Linked DNA regions of Mus musculus: regions 1, 2, 3, 4 and 5 are each linked to region 6. Evidence: chromatin contacts called from public HiChIP or PLAC-seq and promoter capture Hi-C data. All regions are on one chromosome and are shown on one strand. The core of a region is the stretch at or near the end of the contact, and the rest is flanking DNA. Distances in the headings are between cores, read along the strand shown.

What was found. Promoter capture Hi-C pulls out the DNA fragments that hold promoters and counts their contacts. HiChIP or PLAC-seq counts read pairs in DNA pulled down with a chosen protein or histone mark.
Region 1: a contact with region 6 is called in a promoter capture Hi-C map of liver, with 15 times the contacts expected there. The contact joins the promoter of Cmbl here to the promoter of Mtdh in region 6. A contact is called at or near these places in 4 of 39 promoter capture datasets (3T3-L1-derived adipocytes, hippocampal neurons, liver and 1 more), 3 of 115 datasets of contacts at active chromatin or transcription factors (embryonic stem cells, large pre-B cells and stem cell-derived neural progenitor cells) and 1 of 9 other capture datasets (pancreatic islet).
Region 2: a promoter capture Hi-C map of liver shows a contact between it and region 6, with 10 times the contacts expected there. The contact joins the promoter of Atpsckmt here to the promoter of Mtdh in region 6. A contact is called at or near these places in 5 of 39 promoter capture datasets (cranial neural crest, liver, pre-B cells and 1 more), 3 of 484 Hi-C or Micro-C datasets (B cells, CD8 T cells and muscle stem cells), 9 of 115 datasets of contacts at active chromatin or transcription factors (astrocytes, bone marrow-derived dendritic cells, embryonic forebrain and 5 more) and 3 of 9 other capture datasets (adipose tissue, embryonic stem cells and liver).
Region 3: a promoter capture Hi-C map of pre-B cells shows a contact between it and region 6, with 4 times the contacts expected there. The contact joins the promoter of Polr2k here to the promoter of Mtdh in region 6. A contact is called at or near these places in 6 of 39 promoter capture datasets (the 3T3-L1 cell line, the C10 cell line, frontonasal cranial neural crest and 3 more), 1 of 484 Hi-C or Micro-C datasets (pre-B cells), 4 of 115 datasets of contacts at active chromatin or transcription factors (astrocytes, bone marrow-derived dendritic cells, embryonic forebrain and 1 more) and 2 of 9 other capture datasets (adipose tissue and liver).
Region 4: a contact with region 6 is called in a promoter capture Hi-C map of pre-B cells, with 3 times the contacts expected there. The contact joins the promoter of Rnf19a here to the promoter of Mtdh in region 6. A contact is called at or near these places in 4 of 39 promoter capture datasets (3T3-L1-derived adipocytes, the C10 cell line, liver and 1 more), 1 of 484 Hi-C or Micro-C datasets (pre-B cells), 1 of 115 datasets of contacts at active chromatin or transcription factors (astrocytes) and 2 of 9 other capture datasets (adipose tissue and liver).
Region 5: an H3K4me3 HiChIP or PLAC-seq map of embryonic hindbrain shows a contact between it and region 6, with 16 times the contacts expected there. The contact joins the promoter of Rgs22 here to the promoter of Mtdh in region 6. A contact is called at or near these places in 1 of 39 promoter capture datasets (the 3T3-L1 cell line) and 2 of 115 datasets of contacts at active chromatin or transcription factors (astrocytes and embryonic hindbrain).

Annotation. Positions count from the first base shown.
Region 1 is chr15:31,566,813-31,570,577 of GRCm38.p6, forward strand. It overlaps Cmbl (carboxymethylenebutenolidase-like (Pseudomonas)), which reads left to right and starts at 2,021. Exons shown (of 6, transcript NM_181588.4): 1 at 2,021-2,127.
Region 2 is chr15:31,600,646-31,604,673 of GRCm38.p6, forward strand. It overlaps Atpsckmt (ATP synthase C subunit lysine N-methyltransferase), which reads left to right and starts at 1,471. Exons shown (of 5, transcript NM_026546.3): 1 at 1,471-1,504. The coding sequence starts at 1,492. It overlaps Cct5 (chaperonin containing Tcp1, subunit 5 (epsilon)), which reads right to left and starts at 1,201. Exons shown (of 11, transcript NM_007637.3): 1 at 956-1,201. The coding sequence starts at 1,060.
Region 3 is chr15:36,172,148-36,175,647 of GRCm38.p6, forward strand. Polr2k (polymerase (RNA) II (DNA directed) polypeptide K) reads left to right here and starts at 1,863. Exons shown (of 4, transcript NM_023127.3): 1 at 1,863-1,934; 2 at 2,840-2,909; 3 at 3,237-3,329. The coding sequence starts at 2,849.
Region 4 is chr15:36,280,718-36,284,752 of GRCm38.p6, forward strand. It overlaps Rnf19a (ring finger protein 19A), which reads right to left and starts at 2,430. Exons shown (of 10, transcript NM_013923.2): 1 at 2,195-2,430.
Region 5 is chr15:36,137,863-36,141,779 of GRCm38.p6, forward strand. It overlaps Rgs22 (regulator of G-protein signalling 22), which reads right to left and starts at 2,538. Exons shown (of 28, transcript NM_001195748.1): 1 at 2,466-2,538; 2 at 2,017-2,045. The coding sequence starts at 2,490.
Region 6 is chr15:34,081,007-34,085,004 of GRCm38.p6, forward strand. Mtdh (metadherin) reads left to right here and starts at 1,713. Exons shown (of 12, transcript NM_026002.5): 1 at 1,713-2,407. The coding sequence starts at 2,030. It overlaps Gm41291, which reads right to left and starts at 2,220. Exons shown (of 1, transcript XM_011245387.3): 1 at 736-2,220. The coding sequence starts at 2,001. The coding sequence ends at 1,468.

The DNA of each region.
Region 1 (3,765 bases), core at 771-3,270, 2.5 Mb before region 6:
GGGGTCCACGTTAGTTGACTCTGATGATCTTCCCATGGACTCCCTATCCCCTCTGGGTTCCTCATTCCCATTTCTTCTTCTTCTTCTTCTTCTTCTTCTTCTTCTTCTTCTTCTTCTTCTTCTTCTTCTTCTTCTTCTTCCTCTTCCTCTTCCTCTTCCTCTTCCTCTTCCTCTTCCTCTCCTTCTCCTTCTCCTTCTCCTCCTCCTCCTCCTCCTCCTCCTCCTCCTCCTCCTCCTCCCTCCCTCCCTTTCCCCCTCCTCCTCCTCCTTAATACACTGTATGTATTTCTGTTCCTTAAAAAAGAAAACCAAAGGACTGGAAACCAGCTCAGTGGTTAAGAGCACCTGCTGCTCTTCCAGAGGTCCCAGGTTTGGTTCCCAACACCCACATGATAGCTCACAACTGGAGTCTGTAACTGCAGTCCAGGGGATCTGACACCTCTTCAGCTCTTGGAGAGCATCAGACAACCACATGGTGCATATACATATATACATACATACATACATACATACATACATACATCATGCATGTGTCAGGTCCCAAAGAAACTCAGGGCAAATGGCTGGCTATTAGCATACCGAAGCACACACAGCCCTCCAGGCTCACTGGTACTTGTGGCTCTTCTCACCCCAGCCCCTACCTAAACCTCTCAATCATAGGGACTGCTTCCCTTCCCGCAACTTCCTTTTCCTATGTCGCCCCACCATTACAGACTCTGCACTCTCTTGGTTCTTTTCCCTTTCCCTTGGTTCTCTTGGCTTTTTCCTCTCTTGCACCGCCCCTCCTGCCCCGCCCCTCTCTTGGCTTTTTCCTCTTTTGCCCCGCCCCTCTCTTGGCTTTTTCCATTCTTGCCCCGCCCCTCCTTGCTCCTCTCTTCTCTTCCTTCCTACTCTATTTTCTCTCTCCTCTCATGGCCCGGTCTTTTCTGCTGGCCATGTTCAATCTGGATGTGTAGCTTCAATTCCAGGGGTCCACTTCCCTCTCTGGTCTCAGGTGACACCAGTCATGCTGACATACATGCAGGCAAGAGACCATATACATAAAATGAAACAAAAAAAATAGGGGCTTGGAGAGATGGCTCAGTGGTTAAAAGCACTGGCTGTTCTTCCAAAGTACCTGGGTTCAATTCCCAGCACCCACACGGCAGCTCACAACTGTCTACACTCACGTGAACACGCATGTAGGCAGAACACCAATGTACCGATATACATAAAAATACAAATAAATACATTTTAAAAGTTAAAAAATAAGTGAAAACAAAAACACAACTGAGCCTCCCTCACAAGCACCAAAACAAACAACAAGACAACAGAAGAAGAAGAAAAAAAAAAAAACCAGAAAAAAACCCCCACCTCTCCATCTTAGAGAAAATGTTTTGCTTTTGTGGAACACTAAGAGGCAGCTTCCCCACTCCATTGTATGCATTTTTTGACAGTTTCAGAAACAGGGAGAGCAATCCTGTCCCACCTGAGACTTTTAACGGAGCTCGTGGGCTTTAGATTTCATCCATCTTTCTCAGCAAAGGCACGGTTTATGTTATTGGTTTGCCCTGAGGACAAGCGCTGCCCAGAGCTAGGCCTTGAGCCAGCACCCACATCTTCAAGAGACAGCACCGGAAAATTAACACTGGTTTCATTGCTCTTCCCTGGGCGATGCCTCCATCTTCTTTTCTCAACGTTTTCTTTCACTACTTTCCTTCCTCACAGACAAACCACCCAAGCCACAAGAAGATTATATGTAAGTTGGGGTAAATACACAAATGTAGTAGCTTAGTGCTTGAAATAGCCCGATTGTGATTGACCACAGAGAAGTATGCGTCCCAGTAGACAGGCCCAGGGCAGAGTGCCAGGCTCATTCCCTGCCTCTTTAGGCCTCTGTTTCCCTCCTATCACCACTCTTCCTACCCTGCCTTCTTGCTTCCATCCGGGAGCCAGGATCCAGCCCCTTCTCGCGGTCCTTGCGGACCTGCCCCTCCCCCGGCTTTTCCCGGGAATGCAGGACACTGCCACAGCAGTGTCCACTTCCCGTGCAGACTGAGACTCCTCCCTTCTTCTGCATGTCCCTCCCTACCGGGTCAGCTCCAGGGCGTCTGCCTCCTGCTGACTTGCTCTTCACCATTAGACAAGGTAGGTGCTGGTCGCTGGGGACAGACAAACCTGCTGGACCTTGCCTGTGGCTTTGCAGGAAAAGGGCTTTTGCTGGTGCAGATGTGAGGCGCTTCCAGGATCATTTTCCAAAATGAGCTGCCATATATACTGTCCTGGCAAAAATGGCAAGGACCACAGCCAGCCCTAGGTGCCCACCCTTGACTTCTGAGGATATTTTTCTGTAGGTATTCAGATGTTTGCTTTTAAAAACAGCTGAGAGTTTGTAGTCAAACTCACGTCCCTGAGAAGAACCCTTCTTCCCTGACCTTAAATACTATTTTTAGGCTGGGCATTTTGATTATATTGTTGTTGTTGTTGTTGTTGTTGTTGTTGTTTTGTGAAGATGGAATCATGAACAAACTGAGCATATTTGCATTAAACTCAGTACCCACGTCTGGCAACAGTTCTTCTGGGTGGATAGAAGCAAAGACAGGCTGTCATATAAGAATATGACATCCTAGATGGTGGGTGGATCTTGCCAAGACAGTGTGGTTTTACACTCCATGGCCACTGGGGTTGGCCCAGGTCCTAAAGAGACTGGCCGATGCAGTTTATATCCACTTGCTGACAGAAAAGGACACCTGTTGTCCCCAGAGTCCGTTTAAAACAAGGTAGTCAGAATGGAGCCCTGGGCACACACACACCACGGGACAGCCTGCTGGGCCTGCAACAGAGAGAACAGACCAAAGGCATGGCAGTGATTGGCATGATTAAAGAGGTCTCTATGTGCCGCTTAGGTCTAGTTTTCTATCTAACGCTGTCCAAACCGTGGACCTGCTGCAGACCGTGCACATGGTCAGGAAAACTAAGTACTTGGGGGAGGGAACAGCAGAATCACTCAAGGCTAGGAGTTGGCTCTGCCTTCCTCAGGGCAGGACACAAAATCAGGCGCAGTGAAGTTTCTACAACCTTTAACCTGGCAGGCTGCCAGCCCCTCCCTCCTTAAACACCAGCTTTCTACAGGATCAAACTTGCCCTTGTACTCTGAGCCCATGTCTGTGACTCCTTTTTGCAGGTACTTCCTGCTGCAATCTTGTTTGTGCACTCTGAGCTTGTTAAGGCTCTCTATCTATCTATCTATCTATCTATCTCTATATATATATACTTCTTTTGGACAAGTTCATTGTGTGATCTGACTTCTGAGCTACACCAATCCTCAGAGCTTTAAATCAGGAAATCTGTACTCTGAGACATGCTTTCTTGCTGTGTCTGACTTCCAGGGGGCAGGGAAAGTGATAGAGTTTTGCTCCTAAAAGACAGCCTTCCACAAAAGGTGAACATTCATCCAGGTGTAAACAGCCGAGGGTTTATGGTAGTCACGACAGAGGGGACTGATGTTCTAGCTGATTCGAGAAAGATGTCACAAAGAGCAGACTTAGATCCAGCAAGGGAAGACCCCAGGAAGGTGTCTATGACACCTATGACAAAGGAGACATGGAAAACCCTTGGAGGGGATGAGGGAGCCCTTGGTGGAGGTGAGGTGGCCCTTGAAGGGGATGAGGTGGCCCTTGGTGGAGGTGAGGTGGCCCTTGGAGGAGGTGAGGTGGCCCTTGGAGGAGGTGAGGTGGCCCTTGAAATTTGCCCATCACACCTACAACAGGAATGTAGGTTGTGCTC
Region 2 (4,028 bases), core at 221-2,720, 2.5 Mb before region 6:
CCATCCTGTGTCAAGTTGACAGAAAACCAGCCAGTACACAAGTCGACACAAAACTAGCCAGTACACAAGTCAACACACAACGCGCACAAGCTGAAGGCAAAGAGAACCAAGCATCTACCAGGCCTCAGTTGCTATGTCCACTTCTGCAGCCACTCCAAAACACCTGTCAGAAATTCGGTTTGATAGAGAACTCACCGAGGGATTTCCCTAACACCAGGTCAACCAGGGCACCTCAAACCTGGAGGCACGACTGGCACAATACAACCTAAAATGGGGCTCCCTCCTTCCTCTGAGCTTTTTGTGGCAACACCAGTGACTGTCACTCCTTTCTCCTCTGGGGGCCTAGCACCGGCTCTTGGGTAGCCTTTCTTATTCCTCTCCTTCTGTGAGACATGCCTTCCGACTCAACACTTCGGCTCTGCCTTCCCTCAGGGTAACTTCTTTGTTTCCCTTTAGGAAACTATCCTCAATTGCGGCCAACTGTGCTCCACTGAAACTCTCTCCTTCCACTCCAAAAGTCACCACCATGCGTTTTCTGGCCCAAGGGACTTTACGGTCCCTTTCCTACAAGCAGCCATTCGGTCTGTCCTGTGCACGTTTCTCACTAGTTTTCTCCCTTTCGGGACAGCCCCGCTTCTAAGGGACAAGCGACTTACAGATGTTACAGATGCACCGGCGCAGGCCTGCTCGCCCGCCCGGTGAGCTGGGGATGCGACCCCACCCAGCTCTGAAGCGGCGGATCGCTCTCCCTACCCCACCGTGGGACGAAGGCCTCTACGCCCTCTCCCGCAGCCAGAGCGGGGATGTGACCCTAGAGCCCAAAGGGGCTCCCCGGCACCGGAGATTCTCGAGCTTTCGGGCCAGCACATGGCCGAGCTGCTCTCTCGCCAGCGCAGGCGCACAAGCGCTCCGGCCCACTCCCTTCATCCCGCGGCTTCGCGTTCCGGGCCGTTACCTTGAGGGCCTCAAGCCCCATGAGACGGGACTTGCGATCTTGGTCCTTGATAATGAGAAAGGGGCGCCCATACTCATCGAAGGCGAGGGTCCCCACGGACGCCATGGTGGACGAACTAGAACGAGCGCTCCTCCAGTAACCAGCGGGGACCACTCGGGAAGAGAGACACACCGCACCTCCCTCTCGCGAGAGGACGCAGAATCCCGCGCATGCGCAGTGCAGACCCCGCGACTTACTTTTCAACAGTGACTTTTTTTACGCCGCAGAGTAGCTTCTGGAATCGGCCGCTGTTGGGAACGTCCGTTTTCCACGAACCGAGGGGGGGGGTGTTCGAAACTTAGAAGGCGACGTCTAGCACACAAATGCTAATACTAGACATAATGTAGTCACTGATTCAAGGATTTAAGTTTTCAAAGTTTTTGAATCCAGAGTTGCAGCGGGGAGCTTATTTCCTTAAGATATTTTTCTTTTCTTTGATTGCCGCCCGGGCTCTAAGACGTTGGTAGATTCCACTTCCGGTCTCCCCGGAACGCGCGATGGAGCGAGTAGGTGAGGTTTGACCGGCCTGGCGGCGGGCGATATAGTTGTCTGTGGCGCGGGCGCTTGTGGGGATCGGGCGCGCGTGGCTGCGGTGCTCTCCGTCCCGCGCCGGTCGTGGCTACCACAGTGCTTGCTGGGGGCTGCTGTCCGCACCTCCGTGCACAAGACTCACTGCTCAGCCCGATCCTAGGTCGGCTGGAATCCACCCTGCGGTGGACGAGCTGCTGCTTGGAAGCTATTGAGCCTGTAGCTTTGTTTTCTTGTCTGCAAAGATAATAATAATAATAATAATAATAACAATAATAACAGCAATAACAACAACAATAATGACAAAATAATAGCAACAAAAACAATAATAATAATAATAATGATAATGCCTACTTCACAAGGTTGCTGGACGTGCCTGGTCGTCAGCACATAGTATTTGTCCTTAACTTCCCAGGTTACACAGATCCTGGGCCTTCCCCGCGCGTGTACTGTAGGTGGAGACAAAGTAGCACCGGCTGGTGCTCAGAGTCTCTTGTTCTCAGCGTTTTGCTGTTAGAAAGATACCCCGTAAGGGTAACTGCACGGTACGTCTGCCAGAAATCACGATTCATTTTATAAGCTCGGATTTATTTGTGACGAGTTTCCAGTCTCTCCACTCGTACCCCACAGAACAGAAACTGTCCCTGCCGTATTGTCTGTTTTTATTAGGTACTCAAAATTAGAGTGCATATAACCTGTATGACAGTAGGCTAGCTTTCAGGTCTGTGCTGTTACATGACACAGATTGACATTATGTCAGGACAAGGTTTTTAAAGTTAACACAAACAAGGTTTCATTGTGACATTTTCATTCATATATATATATGTAATTGTACCTTGCCATTGACCTATAAGCTGTCCTCATTATCCTCTCTCCTCCTGGTCTTCCCTCTCAACACAGCACACACACTTGTATACAACAAGATTCTGCATCTGAGCGAAAACATGATGGTTCTGAGTCATTAGTTTACAGTTGAATAAAGCTCTGTGTGTATGTACACCACACTGTATCCATTCCACTGTTGGTGGACATCAAGCTAGGTTCAAGAAAGACTTCAAGGATGGCACGGCAAGTAAAGGCGCTTGTTGCCAAGCCTGACCGCTTGTGCTAGGTCTCGGTCCCACGTGGTGCAGGAGCGAGCAGATTCCCACGTGGGTCACAGACCGCCTTCCAGTCAGGCGGCTGCTCCGCTCCCACTCTTCTTGCTTGCACGGGCCCAGTGGTTCGATGCTTTTGCCCTCAGTTCAGATTCCTAGTTTCCTTTCCCCTGTATTCCTTCAGATGCTCATACATAGGCTGACACGTCTTTGCCTCAGTTGGTTTCTACAACTCAAAGGCCAGCTGGGAGACCCTGGAGACCGGGGCGTCATTATTGTCTACCTTCTGGCTTTGTGCATGTGTCTACAGGTGAGGCAGACCTTGGGCCATCTGATTTGTGTTTAACTGTCGTAGCCCAAATTGATACAGTATGATCTGTCTATGACAGAAAGAATTCTTTCTTTTTTTAAAAAAGGGATTTATTTATTATTATACATAAGTACACTGTAGCTGACTTTGGATGCACCAGAAGAGGGTGTCAGATCTGATTACTGGTGGTTGTGAGCCACCATGTGGTTGCTGGAATTTGAACTCGGGATCTTTGGAAGAGCAGTCAGTGCTCTTACCGGCTGAGCCATCTCGCCAGCCCCCCAGAAAAAATTCTTATTTAAATAATAATACTTAGGTTCATCTGTAAGGTACTGGTTAGGAGCAACATGGATGAATCCAGAGGATATCATTTTAAGTGTAGTAAGATGGTGAGAGACCACATACTGTATGTGTGTGCATATTTATGTGTATATTTGCATGGTCCTGTGTGTGTGCAGGAGTTCCATATGTGTACTCATGTAGGCCACAGTTTGATGTAGGTATTTCTGTTGTAGTCCACTTAATTTTTTTGGGATGGTCACTCACCGACCTTGCCTGTTTTTGCGAGGCTGGCTTGACAGCCAGCTTCTGGGATTTGTCATCACCTTCCAGTGCTGTGGTTGCGCCTGTCTTTTCCATGGGTGCTGGGAATCTGAACAGCAAGCACTCTGCCCACTGAGCTCTCCCTGGCCTTTGCAAGCTAGTTGATATAAGTCACCTTTGAAGACAATTAGTGTAAGTCCGAAGTTGAGGAAGTAGAGACTAAACGTAGTGGTACTTAGGGTGGGTGGCAGAGGGTGGATGGGGAGAAGACAGCTGAAGGATAGAGGAGTTCTTGGGCAGTAAAAATCTTCTATAATTGACTGATGAGGCTCACACACACTTATACTAAAACCCGTTGAACTGTACACATTAAATGGACAAATTGTATTTGTATTAATTCTGTCCTAGTAAAGCCTAAAAACACTGGGTTTCCAAGCTGACGCTTTCTTTGATCAGACTATTAAAATGTGGAGTTTTATGATTAAAACTTGCAATAATGGATACTAAGATAACACATTAATTACGAGAGTCCTAGACACACTAAGTCAGTACATTG
Region 3 (3,500 bases), core at 613-3,112, 2.1 Mb after region 6:
CACAGTCAGCTAATGGATGGATCACAGGGCTCCCAATGGAGGAGCTAGAGAAAGTACCCAAGGAGCTAAAGGGATCTTCAACCCTATAGGTGGAACAACATTATGAACTAACCAGTACCCCTGAGCTCTTGACTCTAGCTGCATATGTATCAAAAGATGGCCTAGTCGGCCATCACTGGAAAGAGAGGCCCATTGGACACGCAGACTTTGTGTGCCCCGGTACAGGGGAACGCCAGGGCCAAAGGGGGGGAGTGGGTGGGTAGGGGAGTGGGGGTGGGTGGGTAAGGGGGTCTTTTGGTATAGCATTGGAAATGTAAATGAGCTAAATACCTAATAAAAAATGGAAAAAAAAAAAAAAGAAAAAACAAAAAACAAAAAGCAAGAGCTTGAGAGGCAGCTCAGCATTTAAGAGCACTTGCTGTTCTTGCAGAGGACAGGTTCAGTTTTCAACATCTAGGTATGACAGCTTATAACAGTCTGTAGTTCCAGTTTGGGAGGGGGGGTCCAACTATCTCTTCTGATCTCAACTGGCATCCACACATAACTCAAATCACAGTAAATCTTCAAATCTGCTTGCAGTATGAAGTCCTCTTACAATACCCATGGGCTTAACCTAGTGTCATTGTACAGATGTTTAGTGTGCACACTTGTTTTCCTCTTCCTGCTTGTTGAGGAGAAGGGGTACTTTGAAACATGGCTGCTGGTCAAAATATGCTGTTAGTCTGGATGTAGAGGAAGAAGCTGGAAAGTACTGTTTTTCTGATTTCCTTCTGAAAGAAATTATCACTGTGAGCTCATGCATGCTAAACAAGCATTTTATTACTGCTTAAGTAATAAATTACTGCTTATTAAGCCAGCAATTCTAAAAAAACAAATTTAATTGTCATCTAGGAAGACTGGAATTTCTCAAGATGGTCTGTGAATATCAAAGGTTTGAACTAGAAATGAAAGACAAAGCTCAAAGTTCTTCTTGATGGATGGAGAATGGAGAGTAGTTTACTAAGTTACCAGAGTGCCCACTGGGAGAGAAGCCATCTCTTTAATAGTTAACAACTGTTTTTACTTGAATCCCTTCAGGTTATCCATCCTATTATTAAAATAAACGACTGGTGTGAAATAATTGAATGTAAACGTCCTGAACCCAACAGATGTGTTTTACTGAGTTCCAATTTTGATGTGTGAGAACACACACCTGTACTCTACTGAACTGGTCAAACACAGGAAGGAGAGTACTAAGAGAAAAGCTAAAGCCACCAACTAGTCGAAGTAATTGATGGAGCTGCCGTAAGAAAGCCTTGGCTTCAAAAAGGGAGGGAGATGGCAGGCGTTGTGATTTGCGCGATTAATCTCAGCATTGAGGCGGCGAAGACAGAGGATTGTACGGGTTTAAGAGCAGTCTCAGCCTGGGCTTCCCCTTTCCCTCTCTTTCCACTCCCCAACATAAAAAAGAGAGGTGACAGGAAACTAGGAGAGAACTGGAAATTGAAAACAAACAAACAAGCAAACAAAAAACCCACACGGGCATTGAACAATTTGAAAACCGCCATGTGCGAAGTGTCAAATCGTGAAGTATTGGTAGGGTAGCCTGCTGGTGTTCGCCTAAGCATCGGGTCGGTTAAGACTCCAGCATTGCCTGTCTTGGGTTCCTCCTGTATCTGCCATTACACAAGCACAAACCTTCGAATGCCGAGCTGTGGAGATGTTTTGCTACCCCAGAGAGAAGGGCAAATAAAAACAAAACAAAACCCCACAGGAAGCAGGTAGGAGAAAAACGCTGTAACCTGCCTCAGAAACAGAAGCGCCAGTCCCCCCGCACTGCGAGGGAGAGGGGGCGGGGCTTCGTTTCGTCATAAATCGGCGCCGGAAGTTGGCGAGGCAGCGCCGGAAAAAGCTTTTGCGTGCTCAGAGAAGGGACGCTTCTTCCAGCTGTGGAGGTAGGGAGTCTCCGGCTGATGATTTTGGAAGTAAATTTGTGGCAAAACCAGGAGAGACACTTGGCTTTAAAATCTTTGTGGGCAGCCGGGAGAGGTAGCACACTCCTGCCATTTGAGCGCTTGGAAGCAGAGGTAGGAGAATTCCGCCTTCAACCAGCGCCTTGACTTTGAGCCTGGCTTAGGTTACAAAGTGAAGACTCTCAAAGTCTTTTCAAAGAACCAAGCGCGTAAATAAAGATCCCCGGTGGAGTTAGTCTCGAGACAAGCTTTGATGGAGCTATTGCTCCTAGGTCAGATCTGAATTCCTTTGAGGAGTGAGATTGGGCAAACAAACCTCTCCTTAGCCTATTAGTGTATTACTCTTGTGTAAAGAGTAATACACTCTAGGATCGTGAAGACTGTAATAAACATTCCCCCTGGTGTTTATTATTATTGAAATTGTGGGTTTTGTTTTGTTTTGTTTTGTTTTGTTTTGTTTTGTTTCGAGACAGGGTTTCTTTGTGTAGCCCTGGCTGTCCTGGAACTCGATTTGTAGACCAGGCTGGCCTGGAACTCAGAAATCCGTCTGCCTCTGCCTCCCAAGTGCTGGGATTAAAGGCGTGTGCCACCACCGCCCGGCGAAAATGTGTTTTATTCTTAAGACCCAGCCCACACCACAGTTTGGGGGAACTATAGGTATAGATAAAGAATTGCGACTTTTCCTTTTTTTTTTTTTTTTTTTTTTTTTGTTTCCCCATCTGTAATACTGGGTATTTATCCTTGGGCCTCTGCATGCTAGGCAAACATTCTATTGCGTTTTTCTCTAAGGCCGGAAAATAAGAACCTTGTATTGCGTCTGAGAAAAAAAAAAAAGAGGCATGTTTTGTGCGAAGACCCTGATACTCAGTCTTTGTCTCTGATTTCAGGCACTAACAATGGACGCTCAGAAAGATGTTCAACCACCAAAGCAGCAGCCAATGATATATATTTGTGGAGGTAAAATTGACATTCATTTAAATAATGCTTTACTTAAAAAAACAACCACCACCCAAAAATCCTCTCTTACATGAGTAAAATTATAACGTGGAGCACTTTAGCGATTGTTAATGTAAAATCCCCCTCCCTTATTAAGATCTCTTCCTTTTATCTGGAAAAGGTGTACTGCCTACAGCCCTTCTTTCTCCTTGGTCTGTTTTGGCAATAATCGGGCACTTGGATGCTTTGGTGCCTTTTGGTTTGCTCCAGTTGAAATCTGTAGTTATCATTTGCTTCCCCCATAGTGTTTCTCTTTCAAGCATTGAATAAATGTGCTTTCTTTCCCAGAGTGTCACACCGAAAATGAGATAAAGTCCAGGGATCCCATCAGATGCAGAGAATGTGGATACAGAATAATGTACAAGAAAAGGACTAAAAGATGTATCCTTTCAAGCACATGTTCTAAATGTGCAGAGGAAGTGACTAATACTTGGACTGATAAAGACTAAGACCCGATAAAAGTAGTAATAACTTTTGGATTATCTATTTTTTAAGTAGAGTGCATGTGGACTTATTAAGAATGAGAGCTGAGAGAGTGGAGACTCCACAGGA
Region 4 (4,035 bases), core at 1,180-3,679, 2.2 Mb after region 6:
ATACAAATATACAAAATCCTTTTCAAAAGACAGGAAAGAAGAAAAAATAAAAATAAAAAGCTTGCCTCAAGCAAAGAGGGCAGAGGTACTAAGAAACTTGCCTAGCTTGTGCAAGACACACACACACACACACACACAAATGTCTGCCTAAAATTATGCATACATCTATAACTCATTAAAGTACAGTGGTGTCTCCAAGCTAGGCAAGGAGTACAGGTCTTTAATCCTATCAGGGGCAAGAACTCAGTGAGTTTAAGGCCAGCTTTGTATATATAGCAAGTTCTAAGCCAACTACCAGGTTATGTAGTGAAACCCTTTCTCAAAAAGGGGGGGGGGGGGAATTACTCCTGAGTACATTATACTCACAACTGCAAAAACATTGCTTGGACGCTGTGTTCATGGCAAGTCAAGTCCATTTACTTTCTACTTGGTGCTGAAGTATCTTCAAAAACACTTAAGTAGAAGATAATATGGCACTGTCATTTTGCCAGATTAAAAAAGGCACCAAAAATCCAACACATTGCCACAAATATTCAAAATGAAATTCTAACATTTGCTAGGCAACAGTACAATGAACAATTCTTTATATTAATTCTAATGTTCAACCAAGGCATCTCCAAGATGAGGTATTTCATGCAGCTATTTTAGTAATGAATAGGTTTGTTTCAACTTCTAAAATAATTCTGCAATTAAAAAAATTAACCTTACTGGGGTTCTAGAATGAGAATCGATGATATAATAAAAAAATACACTCAGGCTAGCTGCCATATGCATTCTTCTTCAGAAAGACACCTTGCAATGACATTAAAATCTTTCCATGGTCACATGAAATTTAAGCTTACACTGTATAATATATATATATATATATATATATATATATATATATATATATATCTTGCTTTTGTTTTGCATAATTTGGTTTAGTAAGTCCCAAGACTTAATACCAATTCTTTGTCCATGAAATTGTATGTACCAAGTAAAGAACATTTGAAAGTAAGGACATAGCCATTTTCTAAATATTTACATTTTAATTCAATACAGACAGCTCTGTGTTAAAGAAGCTTAAGCAAGCAAATATGGAAATGACTTGAATTACAAACAGAAGCACTAGGATGTGCAAAGAGACCGGTTTATAGCAAAACCGGAAAGGGAAAAAAAGACAAGTATCTCGTCACACTACATACAATGAAAAGGGTCAAGAAATTCTGGTTAAAATATTAAATAATCAAAGACTGCCAGGTACGCGTGCGTATACACAAACATACACAAAGTAGAATGAGGAAGATCAAAATATTTTGAAGGCACCAACCACGGAAAGGCCCGCTTTCATACCTCCCGTTTGCTATCATTTTACACCAGCCTTTATAGCCAACCCTAGGTTTGAAAATTGCAGCTGCATTTAAAGGCCGTCCTATCATTACCAACATTTTGCGACATTCTCAACCCTACACAAAGTAAAGCACCAGTCGTGTATTTCTATCTCCAAGGGCGCCAACAAGCAAAAATTAAACCTTTCTTTTTCCCATATATAGCCTTCACCATTCTCTTCCCTCTTTTATTTGCTGCCCTTGTCTCAGGATTAACGAACCTAAACCACTTCTTCCCATTAGTGGAAATGGAAAAAGAGAAGAGAGCGACAGTAGAGCGGAATCCCAGACCGAAGGAAAAACTGGCAATTCAAAGTGGTGGCCTCACTCGGGGTGAGGGCAGGGAAAACCCCAGACGTGGAGTCCGGAAGACCCCCGTTCATCCCCAGGCTATACGGCTTTCCGCGCCGGTGCCTGCTTGTGTGCGCGATCTCCGCTCCCGAAGGAGGCGGTCATCTCCCCGCCGCCCTCCCGGGCCCCAGGCGGCAGGCTTCGGGGGCGAAGTCCGCGGCGCCCAGTGTGCGGCGAGGCCCGGAAAGCGTCCCGTTAGAGGCGATTTCACCCGTCAGGAATGCGCTCCGCCCCCGCCGCCTCCCCACGGCGGCCGCCCTCGGGTCTCGTCCGCTCCGCCGCCCCGGAACGCTCGGGGCAGCGCCGTGGACAGTCACAACACCGACGGGGCCACAGGCCCGGCCCCCCACGCCCCGGCCCGCACCCCGGAGACGGCCGCAACGGTCTCCCGGCCCCAGACCGAGGCCTGAGCGGCGCCTTGAATCCCCATCCGTAGGGGAGCCGCCCGGCTCCCGCGGCTCCGGCGCCTGCCGTACCTCAGCTCCTCAGGGCGGCGGCGGCGCGGGGCGGCTGGCGAGCAGGCCCATCCCGCGGAGGCAGAAAGCGGAGGCAGAACGGAGGACGACTTTTCAGCACCGCCGCGGAACCTTCTCAGCTAGGGCGAGAGCTGCCGGTGGAACGGTTGCGGGCGGCCGCTTTCCCGAACTCCCCTCTGTGACTCCAGTCGGACCGTCGCAGCCGGGAACCAACACAGCAACTGCCATTCTCCCCCGCCCTCGCCCCCAGGCCCCGCCCCCTCCACTCCCTCCTGCCCCACCCGGCATAGCCCCGCCCAGCGCGCCTTGCGTCTTGGCGTCAAGCCCCGCCCCGCCCCACGTCGACCAGCCGCGGTTATCTCTGGGACGCGGTGGTTCCTTGGCTCCAGCACGTTCGCCTCGCACTGCGCGCTCTCGCCGCCGGCCCTCCCGCGGGCGGCGACTTACTCGGAACGCGCCGGGCAGTGGGGCGGGAGACGCCCTTCTTGTAACCCCGACCCCGTCTCCGTGAGGTGATAGGAAGGGACGGCGGGAGCCGCGTTCCAAGTGGAGCGCTTCCTGAGCGACAGGACCCTGACTTAGCTTTTCAATCCTTTGTTCACCTGCTTGATTGGCAACCCTCGGGAGAGCAGAGCCGAGTCGTCCCCAAAGAAATATCTCAGGTCTTATCAATGTCTGATACAGTAGGAGTTACTTTGGCCCAGCCTGTGTCTTCCATTCCCCTCCAGCTTTTGATCCAGTCGGACACCCTTTGAATTTTTCACCTACATAAGACTTGGTATAGAGTTAGTTAAATAAACAGATCCCTTTCCTGTCCTGATCCCATCCTCTCCGTTTATTTCTCTTGGGGACTTAGATCATTTCCTTAGAATCCTGAGAAATGGATGTGATGGATGCCAAAATGTCCATCCACCATCTGTTACTTAATCTAAATATATCACTCGATCCTTATTTCAGTGTGTCTAAACTAGAAACTCACCAAGGAGCCATATTTTTTCAAACCCCACTTGGCCTCTTTGGTAACACAGTAAATTTTTCCCAGTTAGAAACAGGCTAGGCGATCTAGGGCTAAATGTCTTTGACCATACATCTTAAAGGGAGTAAGTATGGATATGATTTCCATTTATTGGAAGTTGAGAGCCATTATGTGTATACCTTAAAATGCTATCAAAAGGCTGCATTCGATGCCCAATAATCTACAGGACACTTTAAGCCTACGGATAGTGCAAGAGTAGCTTTGCAGTACAAATGGAGTAATGACTGGTAAGGGTTTTGAGTAAAGAATTGTGCAGAATAACAGTGGTCCTGTACTCTCTATAGTCATCATAGTTCTGAGAAATTAAATTTCTGTCTTCCTAGAAATTGGAAGGGTCTGCTGTTACTTACTAGTCCAATATGCATATCCTGAGAGAGATATACCTGAAGGACATCTCCACTTGAATCTATGGAGGCATCTTGTATTAGATAGTTTTATCTTAACATGAGACAAGCTAAAGTCGTTTGAGAGAAGGGATCGTCAATGAAGAAAACACCTCCATGAGACTGGGCTGTAGGAAGCCGTAGGACATTTTAATTAGTGATTGATGGAGAGACAGCCCACTGTGAATAGTTTCATCCCTGGGCTGTTGGTCCTGGGGTCTATAAGAAAGCAGGATGAGCAAGCTATGAGGAGTAAACCAGTAAACAGCACCCCTCCACAGCCTCTGCAACAGCTCCTGCCACCAGGTTCCTGCCATATTTGAGTTCCTGTCCTAACTTCTTTCGGTGATGAACAGTGATATGAAAGTGTAAGCCAAATAAACCTTCCCCAAGTTGCTTCTTGGTCATGGTGTTTTGTGGCA
Region 5 (3,917 bases), core at 1,288-3,787, 2.1 Mb after region 6:
CAGTGGAGTAAGACGTTTTGGAAAGAGCTAACAGCAATACGACAGCCATGGGAGACTCCAGGACAGCCGCTGCACACAGTTTGCATCTGATGCTTTAGACAGAGAAGAGTGTCAACTGAGAGAAGGAATATCGAATTGGTATCACTTAAGACTATAGCCAAACTCTGTGCCTGGCGATGAAGCCAGAAATAGAACCGCAGGTCCAAGGTCCATGATATGGAGACAGACATGGCTAGGGAGGGAGGGAGGGAGGAAGGAAGGCAGCATGGACAACTGAACAGGAGTGTGCCACTCACCAAAACACAAGAAAACAGTGGAAAGGCAGAATCGGGGGCTGGAGAGCACAGGTGAGGATTCTGAAGAGGTGACACAGGGACACCTGATAGCTCACCAGATTATGTAGAAGCATCAAATGTGTTGTCTGGACACAGACATGGTACAGGAATCTGCAATCCACACAGCATTGAAGCATCTAGATACAAAGTCTGAAGTGATGCGGGGTTGCACACATAGCAAGTTGCGGGCCGCACAGGTTACGTCCTAGCAACACCGAGAGCAGATGTGGGGATGGCATATGGACTTGGGATTCTCAAGAGATGGGGAAGGGTAGAGCTACAGGGGCGAAGGAAGAGCTCACCCACAAACTTCTGGAGAGCAGAGTCCCAAAGATCAATACCTCACAGGAGTGGGGAGAGAAGCTGGGAAGGGAAAAGAAGACTGGGATCAAGGCCTGGAACTCAGCGGGTGCCCAGGGAAGGAGGACAAGTTGAGCACAATCACTCAAATGCTAAGTACTCATAAGACGCCCAGGCTGGATGGCACAGAAGAGGAGGAGCTGGCTCAGATGCCCTCCTGCGTGAAGCACTGAGGCTGAGTGATGGAATAACTTAATTTCCCGTTAAACGGGGTTCGGCCAATATATGGAAGCATTTCTGATGTGCTGTGTGTACCTGTATGTTAGTGTACATAGAAGTTTCTCTTTTCTCCCCCACCCCTCCTCCTCCTGCTCCCACCTCCTACTACTCCTACTATCTGCTGACTTAGCCTTCTCTCTTATGTTAGCCCCAGCTAGACTGTTAACGTTTTTGAGACTTAGACCCAGTATTTAGGACAATACTTTGAATACACAGTCACTCATGTTTGTTGAATGAAAAGCCAAAAGTAAATAGGATAATCAGTCAACAAGAGAAGTGGGTGCTAGAGTATTCACATTAGTAAATACTGGACGCGCTTTGAGCTCCAGCCTCAACGGTGGTAGGAAAAAGGGTTGCCTCTGTGTCTGTCTGTGCCCTGGGGCAAGCTCCTCGTGTAAGCAATATGCTTTCTAGAAGAGTCTCTAAAGACAGCACTCTCCCAAATGATAAATAGATTTGGCAAATATTTAGTATGCTCAATTTCTCCAAAATTCTGACCTGAGAACAATGTCTAGAAAACAATTTAAACACTTACAAATAGATGACTGGTTTCTGTTGCTGTTTTTGTGTTTGTCTGTTTTGGTTGTTTGGTTGATTAGTTTTGGGTTTTTTGGCTTTGTTATTTTATTATTTATTGATTGACTGGGTGGTGTTGTTGTTGTTGAGACAGGGTTTTTCTGTATAGCCCTGGCGGTCCTGGAACTTGCTCTGTAGACCAGGCTGGCCTCAAACTCAGAGAAATCCTCCTGCCTCTGCTGGAGTTTAAAGACCTGAGTGCTACCATGGGGGTGGAGGTGAGGGAGGGCTGGTATTTTTTAAGACAGGATCTCACATAGCCTTGAATTTGCTATGTCACAAAGGATGACCCCGACTCCCAGCCCTTCTTTCCCATCTCTAATGCTGGGGTGAGCAACTTTACCTACTAATGTTTACTGCAACCAGGAGCTGCCCTGCACATCACAACAAAGCCATGGAGACAGCCGGCCTGCCCCCATAGGGACAGCAAGGGTACGGAGAAACTACATGAGGTCTTTTACAGAAGAAAGCTTTAGCCCGAAGAGAATGTAAAAAAAAAGACCCGTTCTCGCCACTGTGTACTCACAAACTCTTCTTCTGTAACTTCTGGCGGCTCTGGAAGGAGACAAAACGTTACCTTTTCGTACTCAGATCTTCCTTTTAGACTAACTGAAATCATCTGCGACAGCCCCTGGCGCTACTGTATATACATATATCCCGGGTGAGCTCAGTAAAATGTTCATTATCCGCACATGGATTACATTTTAAGGTAGGATTCCAGGTGAAGGTGGGGAGGAAAGACCTTTGGACTTTGGCTTGGGACCCACTGTCACCCCAGAGCTAACCTAAGGCCCCCATTTGCAAAAGGAGAGCTTAGCGTGGTTAGCGCACAAGGTAATAGCGACTGCCCTGGGGGTTCGTATAAAAGGCAGGGAGCTGGGGCTGGGGACCCGGGCTTGGGCTGGAGGCTTGGGGCTGGGGTCGAGCGCGGTCCGGGTGCCCGAGCACTGCGGCAGGGCGCCGGGGCCCACCTACCCGCCGAGAGCCGCTTCTCCGGCATCCTGTCGGGGGAACCCAGCTGCCCGGCCCCGCTGTCTGGGGAGCGACTGCCGCCCCACGGCACGCGGCCTGGGGCTGCCCGCTGTTGCCATAGAGCTGGACAAAGCAGAGGCGCCTGGGCCAGGGGTGGCGGCTGGGGAGCGGCCGTTACTGTGGAGATCGCACGGCTCCTGGTGGGGAAGGGCTGTTGCGGGGGCGGGGGGAGCAGATCCTCCCACAGCGAAGGACCGCAGAGCCAGGCCTCAGTTTCCTTAGGTCAGACGCCTGTAGCAAAAGGTTTTTCATAAACGCTGACCACTAGGAATTACCCGAACTGGGGACCACAGATTACAGTTACCCTAAAATGTGTGTTCAGGAAAGGAGTTAGGAAAACAGAGCCCTGTGTACTGTGGCACACACCTGCAATCCTAACAGTTAACAAAAGAAGGCAGGAGAATAGAGTTACAGCTTGTTCTCAGTTACTAAGAGTTTAAAGCCAGCCTGAGCTACAGTAAAGCAAAACCACAAACAAACAAACAAAAAAGAATTTATTTAAATAGAAAAGATAAAAATTTAAACACAATTATTCTAAATACTAAAAATATTTATGTCCCAAAAATAATTTATGTCCCCCCCCCCAAATTTGTGTTTTAGTTGAGATAGGTTCTCATGTAGCCCAGGCTGGCCCTGAACTTCTGATCCTCCTGCCTCCACGTTGCTTGTACAGGTTTTGCAGGTCTTTGCCCCAACCCTGGCCAGAAAATGAAGCTCAAAGTCCCTGTCTGGGAATGGGTATGACTTGGGTGTGGAGTGATAGGGTGGGGTATAGCTCCTGTTAGACATTTGCATTGGAAATACTGCTTCCTAATTGTTTTATAAAACTTATCCCATTCTGTAGTTCTGAATTTCCTCAGTGGTACCAAATAAACCCCAAAGCTAACTGCTTGCCCCTTCCCAGCAGTACTTCCAATGCAAATGTCTAACAGGAGCTATACCCCACCCTATCACTCCACACCCAAATCATACCCATTCCCAGACAGGATCTTTGAGCTTCATCTTCTGACCGGGGTTGGGGCAAAGACCTGCAAAATCTGTACTAGGAAGGTGGAGGCAGGGGGATCAGAAGTTTAAGGCCAGCCTGGGCTACTTGAGAACCTATCTCAACTAAAACACAGATTTTGGGGGGGGACATAAATTATTTTTGGAACATAAATCTTATGACCGTTAAATGATACATCTTCCGAGTAACTCAAAGTTTCCCCCTAGAACTTTCCCTCCAAACCCCACATTCAGGTAAATACTGGATTCAGCCAGTTCTACCTTAACATATTTCTGCATTTGGGCTCTGCTCTCATTTTCCCAAGAGCACCCACACACAGCCTTAGCGCTAGCTCCCATCTGGTCTGCTGTAAAAGCTTCCTAACTTGTCAGTCTTCCAGGCTTAGCTCC
Region 6 (3,998 bases), core at 463-2,962:
CTTTCAAAGCATTGCTTTATTTAAATTTTAATCTAATCTTTGTGCTATTGCAACAAATAACCCTAACTTTCTGGAAGTATAATTATATTCTTACAAGTTTTGTTAACTGTAATGAATGCAAACCAGTTGGTTGTGACCCTACTTTTTTGTTTTTAAAATATAAGTGCATGGTGGGATAAAGACATAGTTCAGTGGGAGAGCGTTTGCCTACCATGCTTAAGGATCTGGGTTTAATCCCCAGCATGAATACAAAAACGAAGTGCATATACATGTGCATACACAAAGAGGAGGGAGTGAGAGAAGGAGGGCGAGATATAATGACAAGTATGTCCCTGATACCAAATACAGCAAGTGGAAAAAAAAAAAAAAAAAAAAAACTACAAGATGACCTGATCTTACTAAATCATTTACTTGCTAGACTGTCAAAGGGACTAGTATGCTAACCTACAATTTCTGTAATTCTCTAATTCATAAATCCACAGGTGATGATCTAAAACGATCAGTAGAACTTCTTAGAAAAACTATGACCAACCCAAATAGGTGGGGTTATAAATCTTATTCCAAAAATATGAATGGAATTTGTTAATTTTAGAGGTCATGCAGATCTCATTTTAAGGTTCTGGCCTTTATAACTTAGCCCTTAATTATAAGTCTGCAAAAAAGCTTAGCAAGAGTAGCTTATTACGTATAAAACTCTATTCCACCCATTAATCACAAGACTCATTACAATACTGATGGGTCAAAATACATGAATAGGTTTTTAGTTTGTATTTACTTCAGCTGCTTACATGCTAATTAACATTTAATTATAGACACTGTTTCCTTACCGCAAAGTCAAAATACAAATAGTAGGGTAGTCCTCAAGCATTTTTAAAATTAAGAAGGGAAGAAGCGCCTCAGCTCTTTATTTTTGGTGCTAGGAATCGACGCCAGAGCCTTGCATATGTTCAGTAAGCATGTTCTATTGCTGAGCGACATTCCCCAACCCACCTAGTTTCCTTCTAATGCTACATTTGACTGTTGGACAACACAAGCATTCAAAAATTGCAATTCTTTTGGGGTTGTATAAAAGCTTAAAATAATATGCTTCTCTTGCATATAAATACAGTCTAAGGGCTTCCTCTCAATATTTCCTATTAAGGCTACAAATCAGTAGAAAAATAATAGTGCCTCCCACGGGTTTGCCGACTTTTTAAATCTGGAGCCTGACAACAGACAGCAGGAGTGAACGACAGAACAGACGCAAACGTTGGCAAACGTTAATATGCTAGTCCGCCCCGAAGAAATACTCGGATGTGAATTACACGTGCTCGCTGCCTCAGAGTCCACCGAGCTCCCTCTGGAAGCATCCAACTGGCCCCTGACCTAGGGAGAAAAAGCCGGTCCACTGCACCACCACTGCAGGAAAGAGAGCGGAAAGCCTGCTCATACTCCGATGGGTTTGGCCGCCTTGCTCGTGCGCAGGCCTCACACCTGAATCCCTCTCAGCATCCAGAAAGCCCGAGCCTGAAGGAGTTCCACCGTCAGATTTCTAGCTCCCGCTTCGCAAGCTCCGAGTCGCCCCAAGCCTCCAAACCCACACAGCTCAAGGAGACCCCACTCCAAGACTAGAGTCCGCCCGGCCCCGCCCATCGCCCCATGTGACGCATGCCCCGCCCACAGCCTCCACGTGACCCGACCGGCCTCCGCGCGCAGCGTGGATCGCGGCCGGAGCCGCCATTGTTCCGCCGGGGGAGGACAGCGGGTCCTGGCGCTGGCGCCCCGACGCCGCTTAGCGGCCGCCTCTGGAGACACTCTGTCCCCGCCGCCCCGTGTCCTCCTGGTGGCGGCGGCGTGAGGCCGGCTGCGGAGACTGGGAACCTTTGGCTCTCCCCGTGGCGGCGGCGGCCCTCTATCCCCTACTCCGGCGTGAGGGTTGGCCGCGATGCGCTCGGCCTGAGGTGTCGCGGCCCTGTCGCCTCCCACGACTGTTCCAGCGGCGGCTCCGCTCCCCGGCGTCATCCCGCGAGTCTCTCTGACGGGAGGGAAGATGGCTGCACGAAGCTGGCAGGACGAGCTGGCCCAGCAGGCCGAGGAGGGCTCTGCCCGGCTGCGGGAGTTGCTCTCGGTCGGCCTAGGTTTTCTGCGCACGGAGTTGGGCCTCGACCTGGGGCTAGAGCCGAAGCGGTACCCGGGCTGGGTGATCCTGGTGGGCACCGGCGCTCTCGGGCTGCTCCTGCTCTTCCTTCTAGGTTACGGCTGGGCCGCGGCTTGCGCCGGCGCCCGCAAGAAGCGAAGGAGCCCGCCCCGCAAACGGGAGGAGGCGGCCCCGCCGACTCCGGCCCCCGACGACCTAGCCCAGCTGAAGAATCTCAGAAGCGAGGAGCAAAAGAAGAAGAACCGGAAGAAGCTTCCTGAAAAGCCCAAAGTGAGTAGTGGCGAGGAGCCCGGTGGTCAAGGGAAGCGAGAGCTCAGGTCGAGGTGGTAGGTGAACACGTTCCTTGAGAAGGGGGAAGTCGGAAAGTGTAAGAACCAGTAGGAAAGTCGCGTTTTCCTGAATGGAAATTAACTCCAGGGGTAGGTATAAATAAAAGTGACCAAACTTACAGCCATCATATGAGAACCTTGGTTTCCCCAAAAGCAGATCCTTCCTAGAGGCCTGTGAAAGAAAGTAGGCTGCATGTGGAGGTTAATGGGACCTTACAGTGACGTTGGGAAGTTCTGAAAAGACTGCCCGGTAGAGAGAGATGTCTATCTCAAGCCACGTTGAGACCTGAGACCGTCACGGAAGATAGGGGTGACCTAAAAACTGGCTTAAAGAGGATTACAGGTGTTCAGATCAAGCCATACTCATCTTAGTTGGAAATGTTAAAGGGAAATGGTTACCCTGTCTTATCCTGGTGAGTGTGGCCATTGGGTTGCTGGTACAGGAACTGGGCAAAAGGGAGCTGGCGATCTAATACGCCTTCGGGATATATGGCCCCGAGAAAAACATAAGGCAAGTACAGCAAAGTAGTCTATAGTACAGTCAAAGGATGTGGAAGACTTTTTTGTTTTTTAATAAAGCATAAAGAGGTGACAGATTAAAATGCTGAAGAAGGTTGAGAGGAGATTTCAAGCCGCAGTTTGCTGGACCACATGTGGAAATGCGAAAGCTATTCCATTTTTGTTAGGCCTTAGTGTTTTACTTCTGTATCCTGTGTTGTGATTTCTCTGTAATATTTTGTTCTGTGTATATTTGTTGGAGAGATCTTGTGCCGTGGCATGCATGCAGAAGTCAGAGGAGAACTTACTGGGGTTGGTTTTCCTTCCACAGAGTGGATCTTGGGGATTGAACTCCAGTACTCAGGCTTCTTGGCAAGTGCCTTTACCCACTGAACTGTTTAGTAGCCTGTTTTGCATAATTTGTGTAATATGAAAGATAAGTAACATTAGAAATATTTATTAGTGTAGTGGTGGTGGTGGATGCATTTATCCCAGCACTTGGCAGGCAGATCTTTGAGTTTGAGGCCAGCCTGATCTTTATAGTTTCGGGACAGCAAGGACTACATAGAGAAACTTTGCCTCCAATATTATCTGAATGTAAGTCTCCACCTTTTGAGAACACTTCAGTAAGTACCAGGCTCTTACTATGAAGAGATGTGCTCTGGTATGTTTGATGGGCACATAAGAATTAAAGTCAATCGAGTGGGAGACAGGTTCGTAAAAACTCTGTTCATGGACCCATAAGTACTAAATAGAAAGCTGACAGCTCATATGATAAGCACTCATGGTTTGATTGCTGAGTGGGAAGATAGAAGAGAGGAAACCTAGAAAGTTATCAGTATAATACTTTCTGAAGTTAGGAGAGGAGAAAACAGCACACTGAGATCATGCATAATTAAAAGTTCTGTAGACAGCATCAAGGGTTAAGTAATGTTTTAATGAAAGTAGACTCTTCGTTTCAGAGTAAAGGTGATCTTGAAACAAACTGCGTGCATTAATACTAAGGCCTGTGTGGATTGTGGCAAGTTATGAAA